Regions from separate parts of the Capsicum annuum genome. Here region 2 is linked to region 1. Evidence: chromatin contacts called from public Hi-C data. All regions are on one chromosome and are shown on one strand. The core of a region is the stretch at or near the end of the contact, and the rest is flanking DNA. Distances in the headings are between cores, read along the strand shown.

Region 1 (7,374 bases), core at 1,578-4,077:
TAGAGTTTATATCAATAGAAAAGAATGACAAAACACACTAACAGACAAGAAATGGATTAAACACACAATGAAACTAAAAAGAGGCAAAAAAAAAGGGCAACCCGGTGCACTAAAGCTACCGCTATGCGCGGTGTCGGGGAAGGGCCCCACCACAAGGGTGTATCGTACGCTGCCTTACCTTGCATTTCTGCCAGAGGCTGTTTCCAAGGCTTGAACCCGTGTGACCTCCTGGTCACACGACAACAACTTTACCAGTTACTCCAAGGCTCCCCTTCTATGAAACTAAAAAGAGAAAAGTACGAAAGAAATTGACGCGAAATGAAATACGAACACAAGAATAACTAGAAAACACAAGTAGAACTAATACTCAATGTAATCTTGCTAAAGAAATTTACATACGATATGATTGACCCATAAATGAAACAATTCAAATATAGAGTTTGGGAAGAAAGATCACTCAAAACACCACATTCATCAAATCTATCAAGACCCAACTCAAATCAAGTTTACCCAATCAATATGAGATACTTTAAGCATCACCTAATAGTTTTCGAAGTAAGAATTTAACTCAAACTTCAAAATTTCACTATAATTCACACAAGAAAAGATTGCCCAATTTTTGAATCCAAAATTTACCCCAAATTCATCCTTAGATCCCAAAATTGAAAGCTAATATAATTTACCCATGATCAAAACAACTTAGATCCAAAAGATGGGGGTAAACACAAGAGAGCTCAAAAACTCAAAATTTTCACTCTAGAAAGTACTGAAATTTCAGCTGCGAAAATCGAAGAAACTGAGGCAAAATCAACTTCAAATCAACTTTAAATGCTCCCGAATTTGATATTCAAGCACTTTAAACTATTCCCAACAATAACCACTTGAAAATTTCTTCAATTTTCAGTCCAATTTTTTTCTTTTTTAAATTTTTTCTGATTTTTCTGTATTTGTTTGTGAATTTTCAAATGATACAAGCCTAAGATTAAGAATTGTAGGAACAATTCTTTAACCTTGCTCTGATACCAATTGATTTAAAACGAGATACAAGATAAATAGATTGAATGGATAATCAAAAAATAGATGGAAGATAGAAAAAAAAGAATGAAACAATCCCACAATTGAAGTAAATTAGAAACAAATATAGATTTGTAATTTCCTAATTTGAACAAACAATTACATTATTGCATTCAATGGCGAAGAGAATTAAACTCATACATGAATAATCTTACCAAAAGATATTCAAGAGAGATCCAATCCATAAACCTCACCAAGAGAGTTGACCTGAAAATATTGTCCGTCCTAAAAATATTGATCATATTCTATTTAAAGTTTTATACTACTAGGGCTAACTTAAAATAAGAAAAAACATAAATGCCCCTTAATTACATGTACATTATACTATGATCAAAAGTACCTAAAATATAATGTTTATCTTCTCTTGTATTGGTTCTGTGGCATCCACACTCTCTTGAACACTCTAGACTCTTGATGTTAAGTTGAAATCTTTTAATGCAATAAGTACTTCCCAAACTTGTATTACAGGAGGTCACGGGGTCAAACCTTGGAAACTAAGGCTGCGTACAATACATCCTTGTAGTGGAGCCGTTCTCTGGACCCTGCGAATAGCGGGAGCTTAAGTGCACCGGACTGCCTTTTTTTAGTTATTCATGTACTCCATTAATTTTTCCATCTTCTATTCTGCATAAGATGATGCACATATTCACCCATAACTTATACATGTATTAGTTATGGGGGAGTGTAAATTGCTAATCATACTGTATTTGTTGTATTGAATTTTATACATAGCAAAAGAATGCTACTGAACATGGTATAAATTATGCAGAATTTAATACATGAATAAGCACCTCCTAATCAGCAGCCAAATGACCCCTTAATGTTTACTCTTTTCCCTGAGCTTTGCGCAATGGTTTTATTTGTGAAACGGGAGTATAAAAATAAATGTCATTGTCACAGTTGCAGACCAAAACGGATAGCATTTGTGTGTGTTTTGGTTGAAACAGTGGCATTGGTTAAACAAGTGCTACTATATATTTCTTTCATCCTAATGGTTCCGTACTCCCGTTTTTATTGTAGCTAGTTTGTAATCTTGTTCATCTGATGTATCAGGCCTGTACTCACTGTTTTCAAACAAATAATGCGTGTAGGTTTTTCCATGTTGATACCATCTTCTCCTATGATTTAGAGCATGGATGGGATGCCATATCTTTCCTATGGATGACTCACAAGTCACAAGCATGATTTCTGGAGGCTTGATCTCCTGAAGTACTATACTTTATATTTCGTAGTTGCTGATTATTTGATATATTGCCTTGGAGGACCATCAAAAATGCTACAGTGCTTTGTGATCCAAGGACTTGATTCATTGGAAGTGAGAACGTGGAGGTGAGAATCCAAGAGGAATTTGAATCAACTGATTATATTTGTGAGGAATGGACTTCCATTCATTTTCAGGAGTACCTTGGTATTCGATGGGGCAACACACGGATCCTATGTTATATTCTTCATGACTTAAACATATCTAGTTTCCAGTCCTATTTCTGCTTAGTTGCTTTGGTAAGTTGGAGTGAGAAGTGTGAACTGGAACCAGCTCAATTTTTCTGGAGAACAGTGGACTTACTCAACAAAATCCAGCATTTCCTTGAGATATTGAACTAAATGAAATATGGAGTATGGGAGAAACTGAATTGGTTGCATATAGAATGCTTGTTGGTGCCTTAACAGCAATTTTCCCTCTTAGACTGGTGGTATAGTTTATATTTTTAACGGCGTCAACATTTCTTCAATTTTTGTGATGTTTTTAAGTATTTGCTTTAATGCATTGCTGTTGCCTCAGTGAAATAGGTAACTTGGGTCTTCCAGTGTTTCCTTCAAATCATTTGGTGTTGTTAAAATTACTCCCACGGTGGATCCTCCGATATCCAGCAATTCTAAGATTTATATTTTACATTAACGATGTAAATGATTTTTAGACTATCAAGTAATTTTACCTGTTGTGATGCCTCACTTCACTTACTACGTTTTACTATAAAATAATTACCTGCGGCTAGCTATAAGTGATCCGGCAGCGTAAATTTTCAATGCACGGGGTTGTTTGGTAGTGTGTTAAATAAAGGAATAATAGTTTGAAAAATATCTGTACTTTGCTTAAATTTGCAGTTGCGCATACTGAAACATTTTAAAAATGAAATTATTTGCTCCCCAAATGCTGAGGTGGCAAAGTGAGTGCATTTCACTCTTTCTGTGAGAACGAAAATTATATATTAAAAATTTATTTTTAATATTTCTTTACATAAATATATATAATTTCAATTATTATTTTTCTTTATTCAATTTCTTTTTTTTTTTTATTGCTCTGACTTCTATTTTTATGTGTCTTATTCCTTGTCATGTTATGCCACCCATCTTGCTTCTTATTTAATTACGCTTTGGTCTACTTTTCTTTATCGTGAGTCGGGGGTCTATCGGAAACATCCTCTCTACTTCTCTGGAGGTAGTGGTAGGGACTGTGTACACTCTACCCTCCCCAGACTCCACTTGGTGGGAATACATTGGGTTTTTTTTTTTTTTGTTATATTCAATTTCTTTTTTCTTTTTCTCTCTCACAAAACTAAAAAGCTTCAAAATTCATCAATGGTGTTTAAAATTAATTTCATATCTTCCTCATCGCCAATGAGTCTCATCAATTTCATTTTCTTTTTTCTTTGACTCTCTTTCACCAAAACACATTTGCCATGTAAGCTTTTGATTATTTTTTATTTTTATTTTCTTTTCTCTATTCATCAATGTTCAAATTTTCAAGAATTCATTTTTATTCTTCCATGGCTTTATCTCAAATCTAACCTTTCACTTGCAAGCCCTATTTAAATTATAGTAATTTCTTATTAATCCCTCAATCTAATCATCCTAATGTGTTTTCCTAAAAAATTTTGACCCAAAAATGACAAAAAAATGTGGAGAAGTTAAAGAAAAGGATGAGAACAGGGTATAAAAAAAACAAAATGAAATGAAAAAGATTTTTTAAAAAAAAAATACAAAGGAAAAAATGTAATAAATAAAAGTAATCAGTTTTTTATATTAAAAAAAGTAATATTTTATGTGACAGCGCGTGCAGGTCACTACTTGAAACAAAATCTGGGTATGAGCTTTTAGATGGGTATATATTTTATTTTTAAAATATTCAGGGGGTAATAGGACCCCCGCAAAATTCAGTATGCGCAACTGCAAATTTAGGCAAAGTACAAATATTTTTCGGACTATTAACTCTTAAATAAATAATAAATGTATTGAGTGTAGTATTATTTAATAACTTTGTATTGTAGCAATTTTAACACTGTATAACTAATACATATATTAGTTATACACCCTATTTGATATTATAGGATGTATTACTAATACATTTCATTTGATGGTATTAGTAATACATAAGACAGGATTTGATACCATGAATTTATATATATAAAGATAAAAATATTCCTCAAATTCTTTTGGTTTTTCTCTATCCGTCTATTTTTTCAAGAAACAAATGATCTCAATTTTTCCAAGAAACAAAACAAAGCGATGGTCTTTGCTCTCTAGAGCACGGGCGACTTCATTTTCACTTGGTTCCTTTTCTATATATTATTAAAAAAAGAGTACAAAGTCTTCACATTAAGTCAAGTGGCAACATAAAAATAAGTCACTTGACAGTTTAGGACAAAAAACTGGTTAAGTTAGTTTATAGTTACTAATTTGAATTTACTTTTTTTGTTTAAAAGATAAAACAAAATTTGACAGTTAGTTAAATTGCATTTGAATTTATCCTCTATCAATTTGATAAGATCTCTCATCTTATCTGTTTGAAATTTAAATCTGATTACATAATTAGCCTTCCTTTTGATCAAATTTTAATAAAATCATTTCATACTTTTAAAACAAAGTAATAATAACTTTTTAAAATGTTATTTCTTAACCTTGGTAATACTAATATTTTTATTGTTAAAAGAAAAAAAGTAATGGTACTATTTTTTAACAAAAATTAAATTACTAAACAAAAAAGTTAATTTTAGAACTGATTGTTGAAAAACTAATACTCCTATTTGTTATTTTAATTTATATTTTTTAAATTGGGTAGTTACTAATATCAAATATAACCCCCTTCCTACTTTCACGTTCCTCTACAACAATGATGTCAGTTTTAAAATAAAACTACTAATGCATCTTATCTCTTTGTTGGACTTCTATATTTTCAGCATTTTCCTTCTTCATGGGAAGTGTCTTTTCCTTCAATTAACTTAAAAACTTATTTTCCTCTTTCAATCGAAACCCTAATTACTCCTTCAAGCTTCTCTCTTTTCTGTAATTAAATAAGAAATAATAAATTTTATTTGCTTTTTAGAAGAGGAGCAACAACAAAGACGGAAATTTAAAATATGCACAACCTCTAATTACTTGATTTCCTATTCTATCAGACCTTAGTTGATTTGTTTTCTCAAGTAGTTCTACTGAAGATAGTTGTAATTGATTTAGAAAATCATCATCTTTACATTGTTGGATTTAACAGATGAAAGGAAAAGTCTGATGATGCTGGTATACATTGTAATTCAGCACTTACATTTTGGAACAAAACTACCAATATCCACATAAATAAGGATTCTTTGTGAATCTTCTGAAGATGATCAATGGTACGTCGTCTTACCTCTAAAGAGTTTCTTTACTTGATTCTTTCTCTAGCGTTTGGTGTACTAATCTATTTTCTCTTTCCTTTGTTTCTTATCAAATCTTATATTGGATCCACAAAAAGTCAAGCGGCTTGATTCTTTTTATTAGCTCCAAACTAGACAAGACGATGATAGTAAGTAAAGCAAAAATATATACAAGTGAATGGTCTAAATCTCAAAACAAATGTAATTCTTTTATTTCTGTTTAGATATATCTCTGGTGCAATACCTATTTTGTTTTAATCAATCACACAGAGTTTTTAACTCAGTTCTTGATAAATTCTTAGAAGAAATACCCCAGAAAGTGCTCTAATTCTATCTGAACTATAATACTATTATATGTTGTAGCTTGATAACTGAAAATTATAACTACATTTGATTTTCAGTTGCAATGTGATTAGACGCCCTTTATCCTTTTGCCTCATCTAAAATTTTTCTGACATATGCATTTACCGCTATAGACATGGAATGCACACTACATTAAAAGTACGTTCATTATACTTCTCACCAGTAACTTTCTACAAATGGATAACGACATTGTATGTGTAATTATCTTTTATTGTAAGATCATATCACTCCTTTCTCTTTTTTGAAACATCCTTCAGTTTGTTCATTATTGACTCAGTATTTTATATTGTGTTAGCTCTCCATACTTGTTGGTTCTCACAACAAAAAGATACGAAAGTTCGCTGGACATAATAGTTTTTTACAAAAATTACAACAATCATCTTTTGGGTTTTATTGAGGCATGAATTAAGAGGTGCATTTTCAAATTCATTCATGATAAGGATATTTTATTTAGAGAAGATTAATTCAAATAATCATTACATATTCAGATGTTAACATCCAATGACAAATTAGCTGTTGGTCACTCTCAATATATAACAACCTTTCTTATTCATTTAATGACAAGTAAAGATTTTTAAAATATTTCATGTATGCCGAAAGCTTCCCAAGAGAAATGGAATATTTGACAACGACAGTTAATGCTTTGTGCGTAATCATATGTTTGGCTTCCACAGAAATTTGTAACTTGATAGCATGTGATGGTCAAACAATAAACAATCTTCCCCTCACCTCGCCTCACATTTTAATTGTTGAGGTGAAGGCGTTACTTTTCACAATATTGGGTTGCAGGTAGGAAACCAGGTACTATCTGTATTGTTTTTGATAGAGTTGGGAAGTGAAAATTTGAGGTTTAGTTCATCGTTCTGGTTTCTTTATTTGATTCAAGATGGCTATGACACCAAGATAGAGTATAGTTACTGCTAATAGTTATCACCAAGTATAGAGATATTTATAAATCTTGGTGCATTAATTCCAAAAAAAAAGTTATCATATACGTATAACAATGTTATACTTTTCTATATACTCTAGCATAAGATATTTTATTGCAGATGTGCATATACTATAGATATTAGGAAGTTGTTTCATTATTTTATTTATACTATTTTTTAATAGAGTTCTTTCGTAGATAATTTACAGAAATAAAGTTAGATCATATTTCAGCCCCTGTGGCACTATTGTTGATTTCAATTTACTCTTCTTAGTCATCAAAGGTAATTTCAATAACCATGTCTTTAACTTCTCCACACAACCCTCATCTTCTAAGTAGTTACACTTTGTTTTGTAATTTAGCCATAAATGTTTTTTTATG
Region 2 (6,685 bases), core at 977-3,476, 300 kb after region 1:
TTTGGTGAAACTCCTATTTGAAACGGACTACTAATATATTATCAAAAATCATTATCATCACGCCGCATTTCCAAACATGCCTTTTCTCATTTTAATGTCTCTCCAAATAGCTTCGGATCGATACTTACTTTGCGTGGCATATACATCATAATGTGATGGTCCTGGATGGACAAACTGTTGATAATCCATATCTATACAGAAAAAAAATTAAAATTAGTTTTGATATGTATTTCATGAACATTTATGTCAAATAATAATTCGATAAATTGACCAATTTACACATGCATACAACTAAAGAGAGTCCGGAGCCTAAAGGACAAGTTGTTTACCCATGCATGACCAAATTTAACATCTTTGTTATGCAAAAATAAACCTAAAGAGGTACCTTCAACATCCTCTCCTCCTTTATTCTCTACTTCTAGTACTAGTACTATGAGCTTTAAAGACAGTTTTAATTGACAATCCCACCAACCCCATTCACTCTATCCAAAAAGATTTTCATCTTTTCAACCTAGATGATGAACAAAAAAACAATTCTAACCACCCCTTCTTCATACCCATTTTCACTTCTGACAAAAAAAAATTATATACCCCCTGGGAACAAGTTGTTATAGTGAAACTTTTAGGAAAAAGCCAAGGTTATAATTATCTCCGATCTAAACTAAAGAACGTATGGAACCTTAATGAAGACCTTAACCTCATCAACCTAGGGGAAGACTTCTACCTCATTAAGTTCATTCACAAACAAAATTATGAAAAAGCTCTCTTTCATGAACCTTGGTTCATCGGCTTTCAATATCTTTCCATTTGTAAATGGGAACCAAAGTTCAACCCCTTAACTGAAAGCCCAAACTACACTACTATTTGGATACGACTCCCTGAACTTCCTACTGAATACTACGACCTCCAAATACTACAAAAAATTAGCAACACTATAGGAACTATCCTGAAAATAGACAGTTGCACAAGAAATGCTTCAAGAGGACGATACGCTAGATTGTGCATTCTAACAAAGCTTAATAAACCTCTTCCTTCGAATATTCTTATTGTGTCTCACCTACAAAAGATCCTCTTTGAAAGTACTACACCCTTATGTCAATTATGTGGTTGTTTAGGTCACAACATTCATTACTGTCCAAACAAATCCTGACAAGAAAAAGTCAAGCCCTCAGGCCACTCATACAACCAATCCTTTCCAGGGAACTCATGTAGAAAAAATTGATGCCGAAAATAGTAATAAGAATTACGAAAAAAAAGAAGCTTCAAAAAAAAAAATGATGAAAAAAAAGAAACAACAGAAAAAAATGAAAAAAATAGTACGAGCGACGTTTTTACTTGGACCACTATTTTCTATGATCGAAAACAAAAAAATAAGTTATCCTATAATCCCAACGCTGCCACGAAAAATCATCTAAATCATATAAATTCCAATAGATTTCATAATCTTTCAATTTCTGAAAATAATGAGGAAAAAAGAATTGATCCTTCACCACCCTCACACACCCACGTACCTCCTCAAAAAGACATGAACATAACTATGGACGCGACAGTCATCAATGTACCCAAAGAAGTGATTCTAAATCCATCGACATCACACCTAAAACAAAATAACCCTTTCAACATGTGCTCAACTTCTCAGTCTACTCAAACCACTCATTTCACTAACTCTCCCAGAAAAGTAATGCCTCTAAAGTCTTCTAGTTCCACTGCAATCATTTCAATTACTCCTACATCACCTACTCTAAAGCCCCTTGATAGCCCAAATAGTAATTCCTATAGTACTTGTACTTCCTTAAATAGTTGATTCTATAACCCTACTGATATTTCAAATCTTTCACCAGATACTTCTTTACTCTATTCTGACTTTACTCTTTCAAACATCAATATCACTAACTACACTCCTTTAACTCTCAACTATGCTACAAAAAATGCTTCAACGACTCACGTACCTTCTCAAGCTCTACATACAAATGAAAACTTGCTAATGGTCTCACCTAACAAAGGAAGAGTTCGTCAAAGAATTTCTACTATAAATGATCAATTAAAACAAAATCCAGCTACAAATATAGCCAGTACTTCATCCATTGATAACCCTAGCATGAACATCAACCCTACTACCAAACCTTTCCTTCCTTCTACAAGAAACTCAAAAACCATCTTTAAACACCACAGACTCATCACCATCTATCACCCAAACACAATCTCACTTAGCCATACCCAAAGATGCCGCGACGTCCCACCAGCCATCGCCTCCGCAACCCACAAAACCATCAAAATCATTGAACACCACCGAACCAAATTCCCTCGTCAATAAACAGCCACGAAAACTGGACAGACGTGAACCCCCAGCCCATGCAGAACGTCAATATTTTTCAGAACTGGGAGGCACTACAACTCCAAAACTTAGACGAGAACATCCGGATATACCAACCCAACTGGACGACAACCTAGATGATGCAACAAACAAACGAATTGGCTCAAAACAATCCTCTATCGATGGGCTTCTTCCCACCCATTATCACACTATCGGAGCTAATTCAAAATTACCACAATTTAGTGAACGCCCACTACACGCAGAACCAACACTTAATAGACTTAGAAACGACAATATTGCACTTGCAAATGAACTTAATGATGGAAAACAACACCAGCATGAGTTGGGACTCATCCCAACAGATGAACTATTCAAATTGGGCCAGTCACCAACTGCATGCCATATCGCCAACATGGGAGGTAATGATAAACGACCAAGAAGTTCCACAGATGCCGAACAACAATCCACCATCGCCACAACATCAATTATCCTACGACAACAATGCTCAACACCAGCCACAGGATCAAGAGGAAATACTAACAAATGACGCCACCCAGGTAATGATTCCGATCACTCTCGAGGATTTGCTAACGTTTACCTTTAGACAAAGTACAGAAGAACGTCTCCTAGTGACAATCCCTTTGCCAGTACCAAAATTTTCGATCAACATCAAATCCTATCCGGAGAACCATATGAATCAGTATGTCATCCTATTAGCAACAACGGAGAGACAGAACAGGGACTTCTCCTTATTCCAGAACCAAATTGAGATAAACCTGGAGATGTCATTGGCACCAGGAGGGGCATCATCTCTACGCACACAACCATCCATGAAGATTATCATCTGGAACTGTAGAGGCGTGAATAATCCGTCCTTCAGAAGGAATGTACTGGAAATTATAGCTACTTACAATCCCACAATACTAGCTCTCACAGAAACTAGGTTATCAGATCAAGAGCCTCTCATGCAACTTTTACCATTCACGGATATCATATATGTACCGACTTTTGGATACTCAGGTGGTATAACAATTTGTTAGAATAATAATGAATTAATTATGAATCCTCTTGTACTTACGGAGCAGGAAATACATGCAAGCCTCCAAGTAAGTCCGAATACTACACCATGGACTCTTTCACTTATTTGCGCTAGAAATAGTTATCACTACAAAAAAGTCCTTTGGAAAAACTTGCACGATTTATCCACAAAATTTGATGGGCCATGACTAATGGGGGAGACTTCAACGAAGTTACTAGTAGTTAGAAAAATTCGGTGGGAATGGGGTTGACAACAGAAGAGTTACTAATTTCATTGAATGCATCAATAATTTACATATGATAGACTTAGGTTTTGTTGGCTCGAAATTTACTTGGACCAACATGCATAAAAATAATGCTAGTATTATTACGGAAAGGCTTGATCGTTCTCTTTGTAATTCGTTATGGCTTAACTTATTTCCTGACTCGAAAGTTATGCACCTACCTAGAGTTCATTCAGACCACTGCCCTCTTTTACTTAATCTTATTAGAAGTGATAAGATCGTTACTTCGAACTTTTATTTTGAAACTATGTGGCTGCACCACCCCAACTTTAAAAATATTGTTAAAAATAGTTGGCATGACAATTACAACTTCCTTAACGCCACTAATCGTTTTAAGCATGATGTCACCTCTTGGAATAAGGAAACCTTTGGTAAGCTCTTCAAAAATAAAAGAAATATTTTAGCTAGAATGAATGGTCTTCAAAAAATAGACCCGACTAAAAAAACTAATTTTCACTATGATCTAGAATCAACTCTTTATCGTAATTTTAATAGCATCTTAAAACAAGAAGAGGACTTTTGGAAACTGAAATCTAGAGTCCAATGGATGCTAGACGGTGGCGCTAATACCAGATTCTTCCATATCTCTACCATTAAAAAAAGGCATAGAAATAAAATTCTTGATCTTGTGGATTCAGTCGGTAACTGGACGTTCAATCCTAAAGAAATAAAGAATATTATTAAAAATCACTTCAAAGGTGTTTACACAACCAACTTAACGAGTTGTCCCCTTCTAAGGGTTTTGCCTGAGGGCAATTCATTCTCAAAGGATGACTATCAAATTATCAATAAAGCGCTTACGATCGAAGAAATCAACAAAGCCATTAATTTTTCCAAACCTTCAAAGACTCCGGGACCAGACGGGATGCATCCCATTTTCTTTCAAAAATTTTGGGATAACACTAATTTCTCCATTATTAATACTTGTATGGATGCGTTCTCCTCGAAATGCATTAACCCGGAAATTAATCAAACTAACATTGTCCTTATTCCAAAAAAGATTATGCCGAAACAAGTCACCCATTACCGGCCTAGAAGCCTTTGTAATACCATCTATAAGACGATCACCAAGATCCTTGTCAATAGAATTCGTCCTTTCCTAGATAAAATTATTAACTCGACCCAAAGTAACTTTATTCCGAATAGGCGTGATTCGGATAATGCTATTATCGTTCAGGAAGCTATCCACTCTTTCAATAAAACAAAGGGTAACCAATACCAAATGATGATCAAAATTGACTTAGAAAAGGTGATCGAAAGAATTGAATGGTCTTTTATTCGATTCTCGCTATCTAACCTTAATTTACCGGATGATTTAATTTCTTTGATTATGAATTGTGTTACTTCTTCTTCTATCTCTATCCTAATAAATGGAAAGCCGACTAAATTTTCCAACCGTCGAGAGGAATAAGACAGGAGACCCTCTATCACTCTATCTTTTCATAATTTGCATGGAATCTCTGTCTAGGCTTATTTACCAAGCTACCTCACAAAGTCATTGGGACGCCATAAAAATCACTCCTACAGCTCCAGCTTTAACGCACTTACTCTTTGCAGATGACCTTATCCTATTTGCTAAAGCAAACATTGAAAATGCAAACTCGATCCTATCAGTTTTTCAAACCTTCGGTGAAATGTCAGGACAAAAGATAAACTTTGCAAAATCTAGAATTTACTTCTCCAAGAATACTACCCTATCAGTCGCCTTATCGATCTTCTCTATTCTTCAGATCCAGGAAACTACTGAATTTGGGAAATATCTTGGTCTCCCAATGACCAACCTCCATCCTACAAAGAAAGATTACTAATTCATCATTGACAAAATGAATAGTAATTACTAATTCATCATTGACAAAATGAATAGTAAACTTAGTGGCTGGAAAACCAAGTTCTTATCCATAGCTGGAAGAATTACCTTAATCAAGTCTGTGCTAAACTCCATTCCCACTTATGCTATGCAAATTAATACGCTTCCCACAAACTTTTCCCAAAACATCGATAGAATCAGCGTAACTTTCTTGGGGGTTCGACCGACGATAAAAGGAAAATCCACCTTGTGAACTGGCACCTTGTTACTAGGCCAAAGAATATGGGTGGTTTGGGGATTCATACAGCTAAAGGGAAAAACTCTACGTTAATTTTGAGCCTCAACTGGAGACTCATGAAGAATACCTCTCATCTTTGGGTAAAAATTCTCCAAGCAAAATATAAGAATCGAATTTCCAATAATATCATCTCCCATATACCTTCCAACTCTTACGTTTGGAAAAGTATCAACAGAAATAACCACATCTTCCGCAAAGGTGTGTCTTGGAATATTGGAACAGAGCACACATAAACCTTTGGCAAGATAAATGGATCTACAATAATAGTAGTTTTCTTGACCACCTTCAAGCTCTTCTATCTTTAGATAACTTACAACAGAAAGCTAGCCACATCCTCTCTCACGGGGGTTGGAATTTCAATGCTATTTCTGCTATAATACCTTCGAAAATACAAAACCATATCCGCAATACTTATGTAAAAAAAACCAATCCTAGAATTGAGTTTTTCTTCTGGAATACTTCTCCAAAAGAAAACTTCTCCTCAAAGGACGCTTACAATCTCTTCTTGCCATCCTCTTCATCTTCTCCTCAAATTACTTCCTTCGAAACTGATGATCTCGATAGCAAATGGATTTGGAAAACTAACTCCTCTAATAAAATAAAACACTTCCTCTGTCGCCTTACGCTAAACAAGCTCCCCATTGCTGCCAACCTCTACGCAAGACGTATTATTCATTCTAGCTCTTGTTCCTCATGTCCCAACACACCTGAAAATACTGAACACACCTTTATTTTATGCCATAATGCATCTAACATCTGGGACCATTTTAATTTCAAACCATCTACCACCAACTTCATTAGGGATATAAAAAACTTCTGCGCCTCCAACACTCTAATCAAACTACATAATAGTAGTTTTGTTCCCTTATCTCTAACCTCCATTATCCTTTGGACCATTTGAAAAAATTGTAACTCCATCACCTTTAATAACCATCATTCCATTA

The links. A called contact is a pair of places that touch in the nucleus more often than the background predicts.
Region 2: a Hi-C map of leaf shows a contact between it and region 1, with 4 times the contacts expected there. The contact joins two enhancer-like sites. A contact is called at or near these places in 4 of 5 Hi-C or Micro-C datasets (bud, leaf and placenta).

Annotation. Positions count from the first base shown.
Region 1 is chr4:30,908,239-30,915,612 of UCD10Xv1.1, forward strand. LOC107868120 (OVARIAN TUMOR DOMAIN-containing deubiquitinating enzyme 7) reads left to right here. Exons shown (of 12, transcript XM_016714713.2): 12 at 2,166-3,021. Among protein-coding and RNA genes, the nearest start is that of LOC107868120, 31 kb to the left of the region's middle. Within about 2 kb of position 2,828, at least 3 of the 5 cell types and tissues checked have an H3K27ac peak or open chromatin away from gene starts, as enhancers often do. A contact at or near this core is called in leaf, where this site is marked.
Region 2 is chr4:31,211,970-31,218,654 of UCD10Xv1.1, forward strand. No RefSeq gene overlaps it. Among protein-coding and RNA genes, the nearest start is that of LOC124897928, 7.4 kb to the left of the region's middle. Within about 2 kb of position 2,227, at least 1 of the 5 cell types and tissues checked has an H3K27ac peak or open chromatin away from gene starts, as enhancers often do. A contact at or near this core is called in leaf, where this site is marked.